Regions from separate parts of the Mus musculus genome. Here regions 2, 3 and 4 are each linked to region 1. Evidence: chromatin contacts called from public Hi-C and HiChIP or PLAC-seq data. All regions are on one chromosome and are shown on one strand. The core of a region is the stretch at or near the end of the contact, and the rest is flanking DNA. Distances in the headings are between cores, read along the strand shown.

The links. A called contact is a pair of places that touch in the nucleus more often than the background predicts. HiChIP or PLAC-seq counts read pairs in DNA pulled down with a chosen protein or histone mark.
Region 2: an H3K4me3 HiChIP or PLAC-seq map of bone marrow-derived macrophages shows a contact between it and region 1, with 4 times the contacts expected there. The contact joins the enhancer-like site here to the promoter of Arl6ip5 in region 1. A contact is called at or near these places in 3 of 39 promoter capture datasets (the HPC-7 cell line, cranial neural crest and second pharyngeal arch cranial neural crest) and 7 of 115 datasets of contacts at active chromatin or transcription factors (bone marrow-derived macrophages, craniofacial prominence, embryonic forebrain and 2 more).
Region 3: a Hi-C map of adipose-derived mesenchymal stem cells shows a contact between it and region 1, with 5 times the contacts expected there. The contact joins the enhancer-like site here to the promoter of Arl6ip5 in region 1. A contact is called at or near these places in 5 of 39 promoter capture datasets (the 3T3-L1 cell line, the HPC-7 cell line, cranial neural crest and 1 more) and 1 of 484 Hi-C or Micro-C datasets (adipose-derived mesenchymal stem cells).
Region 4: an H3K27ac HiChIP or PLAC-seq map of the NIH/3T3 cell line shows a contact between it and region 1, with 4 times the contacts expected there. The contact joins the enhancer-like site here to the promoter of Arl6ip5 in region 1. A contact is called at or near these places in 4 of 39 promoter capture datasets (the 3T3-L1 cell line, maxillary cranial neural crest and pre-B cells), 1 of 484 Hi-C or Micro-C datasets (muscle stem cells), 5 of 115 datasets of contacts at active chromatin or transcription factors (the NIH/3T3 cell line, astrocytes, bone marrow-derived dendritic cells and 2 more) and 1 of 9 other capture datasets (adipose tissue).

What each region holds. Positions count from the first base shown.
Region 1 is chr6:97,209,229-97,212,147 of GRCm38.p6, reverse strand. It overlaps Arl6ip5 (ADP-ribosylation factor-like 6 interacting protein 5), which reads right to left and starts at 1,356. Exons shown (of 3, transcript NM_022992.2): 1 at 1,152-1,356. The coding sequence starts at 1,327.
Region 2 is chr6:97,970,198-97,973,116 of GRCm38.p6, reverse strand. All of the region lies in intron 2 of Mitf (melanogenesis associated transcription factor), which reads right to left. Among named protein-coding and RNA genes, the nearest start is that of Mitf, 160 kb to the right of the region's middle. Within about 2 kb of position 1,481, at least 8 of the 459 cell types and tissues checked have an H3K27ac peak or open chromatin away from gene starts, as enhancers often do. A contact at or near this core is called in bone marrow-derived macrophages, where this site is marked.
Region 3 is chr6:97,882,347-97,885,265 of GRCm38.p6, reverse strand. The region is part of intron 1 of Mitf (melanogenesis associated transcription factor); the gene reads right to left. Among named protein-coding and RNA genes, the nearest start is that of Mitf, 77 kb to the right of the region's middle. Within about 2 kb of position 1,560, at least 82 of the 459 cell types and tissues checked have an H3K27ac peak or open chromatin away from gene starts, as enhancers often do. A contact at or near this core is called in the HPC-7 cell line and adipose-derived mesenchymal stem cells, where this site is marked.
Region 4 is chr6:97,819,345-97,822,263 of GRCm38.p6, reverse strand. The region is part of intron 1 of Mitf (melanogenesis associated transcription factor); the gene reads right to left. Among named protein-coding and RNA genes, the nearest start is that of Mitf, 14 kb to the right of the region's middle. Within about 2 kb of position 1,478, at least 99 of the 459 cell types and tissues checked have an H3K27ac peak or open chromatin away from gene starts, as enhancers often do. A contact at or near this core is called in the NIH/3T3 cell line, adipose tissue, bone marrow-derived dendritic cells and 1 more, where this site is marked.

The sequences.
Region 1 (2,919 bases), core at 107-2,606:
AAATGCCATGTGTCCCTGGGCCAGAATTCAAGTCTGATTCATCTTGGTGCGCTCAGAGCTTGGCGTGGGATCTGGTGCCCAGAGGTAGCTAAGTAAATAAGCCAGCTAACCTCAGGCCAACTTAAGACAGCGCCTTATCACGCACCCCTTCCTAAGAGCCCCGAGTGTGCATCTCTTCTCTCTCCTTTTTGGGATTGTTTTTTGTTTTTCTCCCTAGCAGCTTCTCTTTCTCTTTGGGTTTGTTCGGAAAGAGAAACCTTAGAAAAGGACTTCTTTTAGGGCAAGAGGGTGTTTTGTAAAACCTTCTATTTAAATTCGTATAAGAGATAATAAAATGGCGAATATAACCATTTATTTTGTTAAAAGGTGGAAGAAGCATTTTTAAAGGGTAACCTACAAGGAAAAACAGCTTCTCAGGAAACAGGTGCGGAAATGTGTACGTGTATGTGCGCCAGAATGTTCACGTATAACCTTACTTAGCACAGGAAACTTCTTAACCAGCATCGAAAAGGCCTTCAGAGATGTTTAAGACCCCAGGCTAAGGAGCAAAGCTAAAGCGACCGTGTCCGGCAACTTCTAGGGGAAAAGAAAATGTCAGGGGGCCTCGTTTCCAGAGTCACCTCACAGGGGAAGATGCGCCACCAGGAGACTCGCATCCGCCTGAGCGGAAGCTCAGTTCTATGTACAGTATAGACAGACATTAGCCGGAGAGGCCACTTAAACACAGCCCTGGGTCCACACCCTGTCACTCCAGGCTTTGCTAGGCAGCCCCAGGACAAGGTTACAACACCACCACATTTTTTCTTATTTTTAAAACACCCACTGTGCTACAAACATCTGACAGGCGAATATCTTCAGCACGGGGACGTGGGAGGGGGTAGTTCTCATTGTCCCAAGTTCTCAGCGTTTTCCTCACCTCTTCCCTCCCAGGGTCCCTGCTCAAGCCTCTAGAGCAAAAAGAGAAAGAAAGGGGACCTCAGAGAGCTGTGGCCTCGCCCTGAGAACAAGTTTCCACTGGGTGGGCCACTTCCCGAGACCCTTCCCTGAGGCAGGCGCTCCGTGTGGACCTAGTCTTGCATTTCGCGATCTTGTCCTCGTGGTCCCTACGTCCTGACCCTGGACAGGTGCTCCAGGCAGAAGACCCCACTTACCCAACAACCGAAATCATCATGGCAGCCACCACCAGGTAGTTGGTCTGGTAATAGAGCAGATTGCTCACTACACGGTTGTTCCATTTGGAAATGTCCCTGAAGTCCGGCCGGGCGAAACGATCAGAGCCCGGGAAGAAATCGTCCCAGGCACGGAGCGGGGCGAGGTTCACGTCCATGTTCCTCTGCTTCGCGAGCTTCGCCTTCGGAATCTGGAGGCGGCGGCAGCGACAACCAGCTGGATGAAAGATGACAGCGGGTCCTTCGGATTGGTTCTGCGGTTAAAGCACGGCAGGGCTCAGAAAATTGGCTGCGGGCGGGTGTGTTGGTCTGTCTGTGATTGGCTGGAAGTGGTTAGTGACTCAGAGCAGTGGGCTTTATCCAATGTTAGGACAAAAAGTAACTAGCGGAAATCCCCTACCTAAACTAAAGGTGGTGTCAGTTCTCTCTGGCAGTTTAAATACAAACCATCTCTTTTTAAACACATCGCTTGTGTGTGTTCTTTGCCCTGAAGGGAGAAAAAAAAAAAAAAAAAAAAAAAAAAAAAAAAAAAAAAAGCAGCTGTTCAGCTGTCAATATAAGTGGAATGGAATGGAAGCCGGCCTCAGTGTCACTGAAGTCCGGTATTGCTAATCTCCCCACATATGCGTGCAATTTTCATGAGTCACTTTGTGTGAAATCACACTAGAAAAAAAAAAAATGGGAGCAAGGGTTTGACTGAAGTGAACTGAAATAAAGTGATTGCCAGCTCGCCTTTTTCTTCGCCCTTCATTTCTGCTGTCCTGTGGCAAAATTACTGAACCGTTGTGCCATCGTTATAGATAGAAGATAGATAGAAGCGGATGACTTCACTTCTTCCTGAGCGAGCTCTTAGCAGCTTCAAAGCAGACAGCTGCTGGAGGTGCTCTGTGTTCCTGGGCAGAAACATGGCTTCCCAGGCCAGAAAGGTTTCTTAGTTTTATTCCAATATTAAACAAATAACATTTACCTAAGAAAACAACTTCTACAAGACCACCAAGCTACACAACCATAACACATACACAGAGAACCTAGCACAGACACACGTAGGCCCTGTGCTAGCCGCTTCAGTTTCTGTGAGCGCCTATGAGCCCTGCTTAGTTGATGCTGTGGGTTGTTTTCTTGTGGTGTCCAGGATCCCCCTGACTCCTAGGCTTCTAAGATGGCAGTGCCTAAGGTAACAGTGTTTCTAAATTTGCAACTGTTAATTTTTAACCAAACTCAAAGTGCTCTACTAAGACCACCAACTTACCCTAAAACAAAGAGTAGTAAAATATACTTGAGGCGAAGTCAGACTTAGTTGTTTAGCTGATTAGAAAGGCAGTTGAGGAAATCATTGGGGGCTTTATGAAAATGTCTTCTGCCACTGGTGTTTAGGATAGCCTGGCAATGGACTCCAGCAATTTACTTTGGAGAAAAGTAGTTCCTAAAAAATCAAAACAAAACTAATTTATTGTGAATGAATGTCTTGCCTGCATTGTGTATGTGCTGTACCCGCATGCTTTGTGCCTGCTGAGGTCAGAAGAGGGTGCCAGAGCTCTTGGAACTGGAGTTACAGATGATTCTAAGCTGCCACGTGGGAACTGGGACTTGAATCTGGGTCCTCTGAAAGGACAGCAAATGCTCTTAACCTCTGAGTCATCTCTCCAGGCCAGTGGAGGAATGTCTTAACTTCCCCCAGCCTTCCTTGATTCTTAGGTAAACCGGGGTTAGTAGAAAATCTGCCACAGAGGCTAAATGAGGGATGTTTGGG
Region 2 (2,919 bases), core at 232-2,731, 760 kb before region 1:
TGGAATTGCCAGCTCCTGGGATGCTACGCAGAAAGCTTTGTTAAATGTTGCCAAATGGTCCCCTGAGGGGCTTTTCAATGAAGATCCTTCAGGCAGTATCTGAGAGGTATGTTCTGATGTCCCAGTTCTCACCAAATATGTATCACACATTCTAAGTTCTGCCAGACTGCACAGTATCTGGCTATAGCTTAAATGCAAGATTTCCTAATTTCTAATGAGACTGAGGTTTTGCTTTTGTTTTTTGTTCTTTTTTTGTAACAAGTGGCAAAGCTGAGCATCTATATTATACACACACACACACACACACACACACACACACACACATACATACACACACACACCTAAATACATTCCATGGCTTTCTTATTGCTACACAGGGGTTCTAATCTCCTATCTGCCATTCGTGCTAGCTATACTGTTTTTCTATAGCCTGCTTATTGTTTAAGTCAATATTTTTAACATGACCTCCCAGAGATCAGTTAAAAACTGAACAGAACTGGTAAAGAAGATTCCCCATGTCCTACTGCCATCAGACTCAAAGACATATTTCCCTAAGGCCTTATTTCATATTAAACAAGCTTTATCAAGGACGTTATCTCAATTTAAAGCAGAACTGTTTGTACAAAGGAACTAACTGTGATACAAATCTTAAGAACTTATGTGACTCTCTGATTATTGCCTACTCCTTGTCCCCAAGGAGAAAAATAAATCCTAAGTGCAATTACCAGATAAAAAGATGTAAAATCCACTGAAGTCATTTTGCCAGATTCCCAGGAAATTACACCACCAACCACATGACAAGCCACAGTTTGTTTTCCCACATCAATGTAAGCTGCAGTGTAATAAGTGAACCACAAATACAGCTATCAATGTGGTGAATTAAAGGAAAGAACTTACATTGCTTATTTCACATTATGTTATTTTGTATTTTGTTTGATTGCATATTTACATACTTATGGAACGTGCATGCATGTTTGCATGTATATAGGCATACACATCAGTGGATATTTCATGTGTATACATGCACATGAAAGCTAGATGCCTTTCTTGGTGGCTTTACACTTCCTTTATTGAGGTAGGATCTGTTTCTGAACCAGGAACTCAATATTGCTGACTAGTCTAGCTAATCAGGTTGCCCCAGGGATTTTCCTGTCTCTGTCCCAAGAGTGTTAGTATCATGGCAGACAATACACCTGCCAGGTTTTACCATGGGTTCTGGGGACTCAAACTTTACTTCTCATGCTTTGGCAAGAACTGCCTTATCCACCAATCCATTCTCTTGGCCCTGGTACTGTTACCTTAATAGGACTCATTAAGAGAGTGATGACTTCATTATACTAATTAAAAAGAAACTTTTTAAAATAAATCAGGGAAAAGATGGTGGAAAAGAAATTACTACGTTGAAAACTTCAGACAAGGGCAGGGGTGATATGAAAGATTGTTTTTTGTATTTCCAGTTTCATCAGGGAAAGGAGGAAGTGGGGTATCTTGGTCATTTGTAACTGCTGTGGAAACAAGAAGCCCTTCCTGTGCCCAGGGATTCAGAGTTCATTTGGGATTTTTTTCTCGCTGTGTGACCTGGTATAAAATCTGGTCATGATCTCAAAGCTGTTGGGATGACAGACCCAAACACGCTGAGACCATTTCTATTATTTTTTCATCTCTATTCACCCTAGATTAGACAGCAAGACCAAAAGGCAAAAAGTGTGGGCAAATATCAAGAAATGGCCTAAAAAAAGGACTTTAGAAGGGAAAGGGTGGGGAGGTTTGTTTTGTTTCATCAGCTCCTAAGATAACACCATCAAAATAAGACGAAAACTATTGGTTCCTCATCTCAGAACTCATGTTTACTGCTACTAAACCTCTGTCTGTCTGTAGTGAAAAACTCCCATTAAGCCTTACAGAAATACGGGATGGTTTTGTTTGGTTTGGTTAGGTTTGGTTTGGTCATCATTGTTTATTTTGTTTGTTGTTTTGAGATAAGGCACTGTATGACCTAGAAGTCACTATTCAGACAAGGTTGCCCTCAAAATCACTGAGATCTGCCTGCCTCTGTCTCTCTGCCTCTCTGCCTCTCTGCCTCTCTGCCTCTCTGCCTCTCTGCCTCTCTGCCTCTCTGCCTCTCTGCCTCTTCTCTGTCTCTGCCTCCTGAGAGCTGAGATTAAAGTTATGTGCCACCACACCTGGCTGGAAACATCATACCCTATTCACAGAAATCTGCTTATTCTCATGATCAAGGACTGTTTCTGGTAAGTTATCCTCAGAGTTAGAAAGATCAGTAGATAAATAACACTGAAGAAAAATCCGCGTGGTGTGTGTGTGTGTGTGTGTGTGTGTGTGTGTGTGTGTGTGTGTGTGTGTTTTCACATGCATGAGTGGACCAGAAGTCAATATCTAGTGTCTTTCCCAGTTGCTTTCTGCCTTGCTTCTTGAGACAAGATCTCTCACTTGGCCTGGAACTGACAAGAGTGTTAGGCTGGCCAGCCAATAAGTTCCAGATTTCCCCCTCCCCAGCTCTGGGACCAGAGGCAAGAGCTGCCATAGCCAACTTTTTTGGTGATGCTAGGGAACCCAGCCCAGATCCTTATTCATACAGAGTAACGTTTTATTGACTGAGCCTTCTCCCTAACAAAGCCACCTTTTGAAAAGATAGCCACTTTGGTCCAAGCTCATTAAAGCAGATTGTCTACCTAAACTTAAGTGCTCAAAACTGAAACTTCAACAACTTTGATTCACTAAGTCCAATCTCTACATAATACCAGATTTTTCATCAGCAATTTGCAATGAGATCATATAGAAGAAAGTATCAAAAAAGTGCAAAGTCTGTGGCTAATGGACTTCCTGGCTGCACTGATTCTCAACAAAGTTCAAGGGAAACGCCATGGAGAAGGAAGGGTCTCTGGAAACCGATGTTAGAAT
Region 3 (2,919 bases), core at 311-2,810, 670 kb before region 1:
GCCAGAAGGTAGGCAACAGTAAAAGAAACATACTCTCACTGGGAACTAGGTCTGTCAGTACCTTGACCTTGAACTTTAGACACCAGAGTCAGGGGAAATAAATATCTGTTATGTATGCCACCTGGCTTGGGATACTTGTCAAGGTAGCCTGGGTTCATGATTACAAAATCAAGGCTAGATGACAGCTCCATGCTGAACATAGCACGAAACTTGAAGTCACAGGAAAAAAAAATGTTAAGTATACCTCAGAGACACCAACTGACGGTATTCAGGTGAGAGGAAAGATGGGTTTTACCTAGGGCAGTAGGAGACTTTGGGGAAGAAAAAAATAAAGGAAAATGAGGAAGTCACCAGGAAAAGCAAGCAAGTGGTCTGTGGGGGGGAGGGAGTGGATGAATTCAAAATCTGGAAAATCAATTAGTCACAATTCCATAATACACAGCAAAGAGGGAAGCAGAGGCTGAGCTACACAGACCTCCCTTGGTGACTGTCACTCCACCTCCCAGGACTGTGAAGGCAGAGGCATCACTTTGTAAACGTTATTTGCCCAGTATCTATATGGAACCAGAGATAGAAAAAGAAAGAATGTTGGGGAATTATGTGTTTGTTGATGAGTCTAGCAGCAAGTACACCCTATAGCAGGCAGCAAGCAGCTCTGTGGATACAAGGCTAGGAACCCACAGACCAGCAACATAGTTTAGACTTGGTGAGCCATGTTTGGTCTTTCTTTATTATGTCTTCTTTTTTCTTGATTCTTCAATTTCAGATAACTGGGGAAAATGCTAAATATAAAAGCCATTCTTATTTCAGAGTTATTCCAAGCCAGATACAGGTGATACTTTGATAAATGAACTATTATATGTACATTCAGAATACAATAGAAAACTATTTTGTTTTATATATATATATATATATATATATATAAAACAATATATATATCATAAATATTTAATATAAATATACTATGTTCTATATAAAATATGTTATATAGCTATAAGTATGATATATAATATATATTTACATATACATATATACATTTATATACATACACATACAATTATATATGTGTACAAATATAATCAAGCTTATACATGTATACATATATATAATTAAGTTTATATCTGTATTTAAATGTATAATCAAGTATGCAGATTATATATACACATATATATTAAAAATTTAAAAATACAACATACTCTTTCTTTCATGGACTTTTCCCCTTTTCTAAATGGAGAATTCAGGATCCTTCTATTAACCTATATGGCTATACATCCCCAGCCCAGTCTAGGCCTACTTTGATCCTACTGGAAGAAACAACTAAACTGAAGGGTTTGGAACAACAGATGACAACGTATGCAAGCTATGGGCCAGATAGGGAAGTCACTTGAATTGAGGTTTAGGGTTCTACTCGCTCATGGTTTCCCATACATCTTACCAATTAGATTTTACATTTCAGCAACCTCATTAGTGTTTCGGGCTTTATGACTCAGGCTTGAGGGGGAGGGGCCAGTGACCCACAAAACAAAGGCTTCAATGTCTCTAGAGCTGAGAAAACTCCAGCTCTGTCAGGGCAAATGCTATTTATATCCCATTTAGTGGCATGCTCTGGAATGCACTTCTACACAGAGCCTCCAAACCAGTTTTGAATTCTGGGTTTCAACAATGAGAAAGAAGCAAAACAGTGGGAAGTTGAGGGGTGGAGGAGGGGGCATCTTGTTCTTAATATATCACCAAGTCCAGTGTCATGTGATTGATAAATGGAGTTAAATGGCTCCCAGCATTGACTTGCCTTCAACAAGACAGTACCCTGATACAGTGAGTTTGGAGTTCAAATTAGTAGAAAATAAAGGGTAGGAAAATACCCTAGGATGAAAGAGAAAAAATTGTGGTAAAGCCCATTTGATTTTATTTCAGAGCACACAATGGACACACACACCATACATACAGAAGGACAGATAGAAGCATTTTTATTGACTGCGAATATACATGTTCTATAGTCACATTCTATTATGCGTATGCTTTCTCCTAATACAGAAGAGCAGGGTTCTACAGGAGTTAATCTTGGCACGATGCTGCCCGAAACAGAAGGTGCCACGCAGCTCGGCAACCTAGCAAACCTTGTACAGTGATGGATTACACAGCCTCCACAAGGCTTGCCCATTACCCCCCGCTCCATTCATGGATCCCAACCAAATTAATTTTCTCTTGTGCCAGTTCTATCACATCCCCCAGGTTCACAAAGAAGATTTACCAGGACATCAGAATCCAGAAGGGACTGAACATTTTCGTCCTGGAAGAAACTTAAAATAGAGCTTAAAAATAAAACAATGAGAATGAAATTTTAGCTCTGCAGAGCTCATGGTTTCTAGAAATTGCTTTTCTGACTGAAAAAAAAAAGTTTCATTCTTGCTGTCATTATTGCATATGCGCTATGGGTTACTGAGAAACTAGCTTGGCAATCCAAAGGATCTAATTCCATACTTGATGATGGATTTCAAAATCAACTCTCAAAATCAAAGTATAGTTCGGAATAATGTCACATTCCTAGTATGGATGCCCCCACAGGCACTCTGCTCAGCAAAAACAGAAGGGAAACGAACAGGTATGTATACACTTCCCAGCAGGTACGTTAAAAAGCAAAAACAAAATGTGGGTAAAAATCATTGTTATTAATATATTTAACCCAACATGCCCCAAATACTACTTGTATAATCAAGGCACATTTTACATATAGATAGATAGATAGATAGATAGCTATAGTGTGTGTGTGAAGTTGTCAAAAGAATGAAAATATGACAAATTAACAAGATACTTCACATTTTAAAAATATAAACCTAAGAAATCTGCTGTAGATTTTACTCTTATAAATATAATTATGGCTAGCTATATTTCAAGGACTCAGTAGCCACCTGCTACCAT
Region 4 (2,919 bases), core at 229-2,728, 610 kb before region 1:
GATCCTGATGTTTGGTATGAGGTCTTCTGACTGGTATTGAATAAATATGACTACTATGTAAAAAGATGATGCTGTTAACATGTATGACCAGAGAGCAGAAAGGCAACATGGACAAGACTGGATAGGGACAGTTAGCAATCGCAGGAGCCTGTACAGACAACAGCAGTGCACTGAGCGTCCATGATATTGCACAACTCCAATTAGTGCCTCTTCTTGTGCGTTCTCCACCCAGTCATGCTCTGTAATTATGATGAAAGGAAACATGTTGATAAAGACAAAGACTGCACTGGCGACAAAGGGTAACAACGCCTTGTATGTAAATAGCTCGTGCCAGCCTTAAATATCTCCCTCTGAGGCATCCCACCAGTCCCCACTATTTGACCTGGCTCAACTCTCAATGCTGATTATACAACGTGGAGATTGTATGGGGGCCTTATCTATGGACTTATTTCTCTTCTTGACTGTTCTTGGTTATTCTCTCCTTATTGTGGCGTCAAAACTGAAAATTCATTTCAAATTAAAAACCTAATTGGTGATATGTGTGAAGGGAACCAGGAGGGACTAACAGCCAGGATTTGGCAGACCACTACACTCATATGTTTCTTCACATTTCTATATGTGTATGTGAGAAGGTTCATGTGTGTACAGATACATGTGGGGGGGGGGGTGGAATATGTGTACAAGTGCATGTGGAGGCCAGGCTGTGGTTCCTCGGTTGCCATCCACTTATTCTAGGGTGGAGTGGGGGGGCCTCATTGGCCTGCAGCTTACTAAGCAGACTGAGCCCTCTAGCACGCAAAACCCTGGATCCACCTATCTCTATCTCCTAAGGCTTGGTTATAAACACACACCACCACACCCTACTATTTTACATGGGTCCTGGAGACCAAACTCAGATCCTCACACTTAAGCGGGCAAGCATGTACTGGCTGAACTATGTCCCCAGACCCTACAAATCTGTGAATTCACACAAAAGCTTCATGCTGTGTTGTTGCCAACTCCTTAGCTCCTCTCAGTCCTGCACTGAAGCTGGCGCTCCCCACCCCCACCCCCACCCCGTCGTACCATGCTCAGGGTGCTCAGATAATGGGTGGAAAAAGTGAGATTTAAGTTCAAGTCTACCTTCTCCTAAATTTAGACTTCCTGAAGTGGTGGTGAAAACTCTTCACCATTTTATGGTCAGAGCAGATGAGGGTTCTTTCTCTGGAGAAGTTCATTGGGCAACAACAGCAAAAACACATAATCCAAAACATTTGGGTCTAAGTAGATTAAACCCAGGCACAAGTTGCATTTCTGGTAAATCCTGAGTCTGGAACTTTCTTAGGAACTTAATTTGTCTGACCCAACACTGGCCCTGTCCTTCCTTCTTCATAGCCCCACCCCCACCCACCCACTCCAATCAGAGGAATGAGAAGTGTGCTGAGGCTTAGAACAAAGAGGAAGCAAGCGTCTGCTATGTCAGGGCTGTCTTGTGGCCATAAAAAGGACACTGGCTGAGCCCAGTCATTCCACCTCTCTGTTTTGGAAACTCCCACACTCTACAAACTGTCTGGAATTCATTAGAGATGGGAAAACAGGCCGAAAGTCGTATTTCACGTTTTATTCAGCAGAAGTTTTGTGGAAAACAATTCGGTCATGTGGACGTGCCCCAAACCACCATCACCCTGTTTCTCAACCCAATCTCCCAGTCAAGTGACTTCGGACTGCTTCCAGTTCCACCCTCGCAGAGCTGAGAAGAAACTACCCTCACTTTGAGATTTGAGCCAGTCCTTAGGGGAGTAAAGATAGGTGAATTTCAAGTCACTCAGATAGTCATACTCTTGGGTAGACCTGTCATCCATACCCCTGGACTTTTGTGCCATGTCACCAACAGTTTCCTTTTCTACTTAAACATGATGAATATGAGTGTTCTATCACCTGACAGGGGCCAACTCTGTCATTATACATTATTTATAACCAACATCTTTGCAAGTTTTCTATTTCAAGTTCATTTAGAAAGGTTACCCTCTAGCACCTATTCATGGTTTTCGAAGTGTGGCCTCTACCCCAAGCCCTCACCCGAGCAACAATTAGAAGCTTGTTTAGAAATATGACTTCTCCAACCCTATCCTGGACTACTAGATCAGAAAGTGGGGCGGTGCATCCGAGGTGCCCCTCCCCAAGTGTGGTATACTTCAGTGATGCACACTTATTATAAATCACTGTTCAGGTACATTCCCATAAACCCCATACCTCTATGTTAAATTATTCTTGGATTGCTGTTTCAGAATGAACAATTCCCTGACACAGAATGCCTTCAGTAAAAATTATGGAGTGTTGATATATTGTCAGATCCAAGAAAATCAATGATTATTGATTTAAAAAAAAATCACCTGTTTGTTTGCTTGAGGAAGGAGGGTAATTCTCTCTAGAAAGTTCTCTACCAGAGCTACATGAGTGATATGGCAGTACCCAAGGAAATCTTGGGGTCCACTTAGGGTTCACTAGTCAGCACATCCCTGAAACTAAGGACACGACATTGATCATGAAGTTCAACTCTAAGGGCTGACCATGTGAGAGAGACTGAATGTGGGGAAAGAGATTGTTCATAGGTGAAAAGTGATTGTCCAGTAGAAGAAAGGTGTCAGGGAAGGGATGCTGGCTACCAGGGAAAACTAACTGGAATGATGTCAGGTGTGGGGGACCAAGAGAGACAAAGAGGGGTTTTCAAAGTCAATGAAGCTCCATAGAGTATCACTGAGCCTCCCCTTGCCACGCCCCCACACCCAAAAAAAAAAAAAATCACAGTTTCTGTTAAATTGTGTATTTCGGTGACTTTGCTATGATGACCAAGCAAACCCAATCAGCCATCTCTCATTCACTTCCAACTCAACAAAAGCAAAGCTTCTACCTGTAATCTGCATCACTGGGGCTGCATTC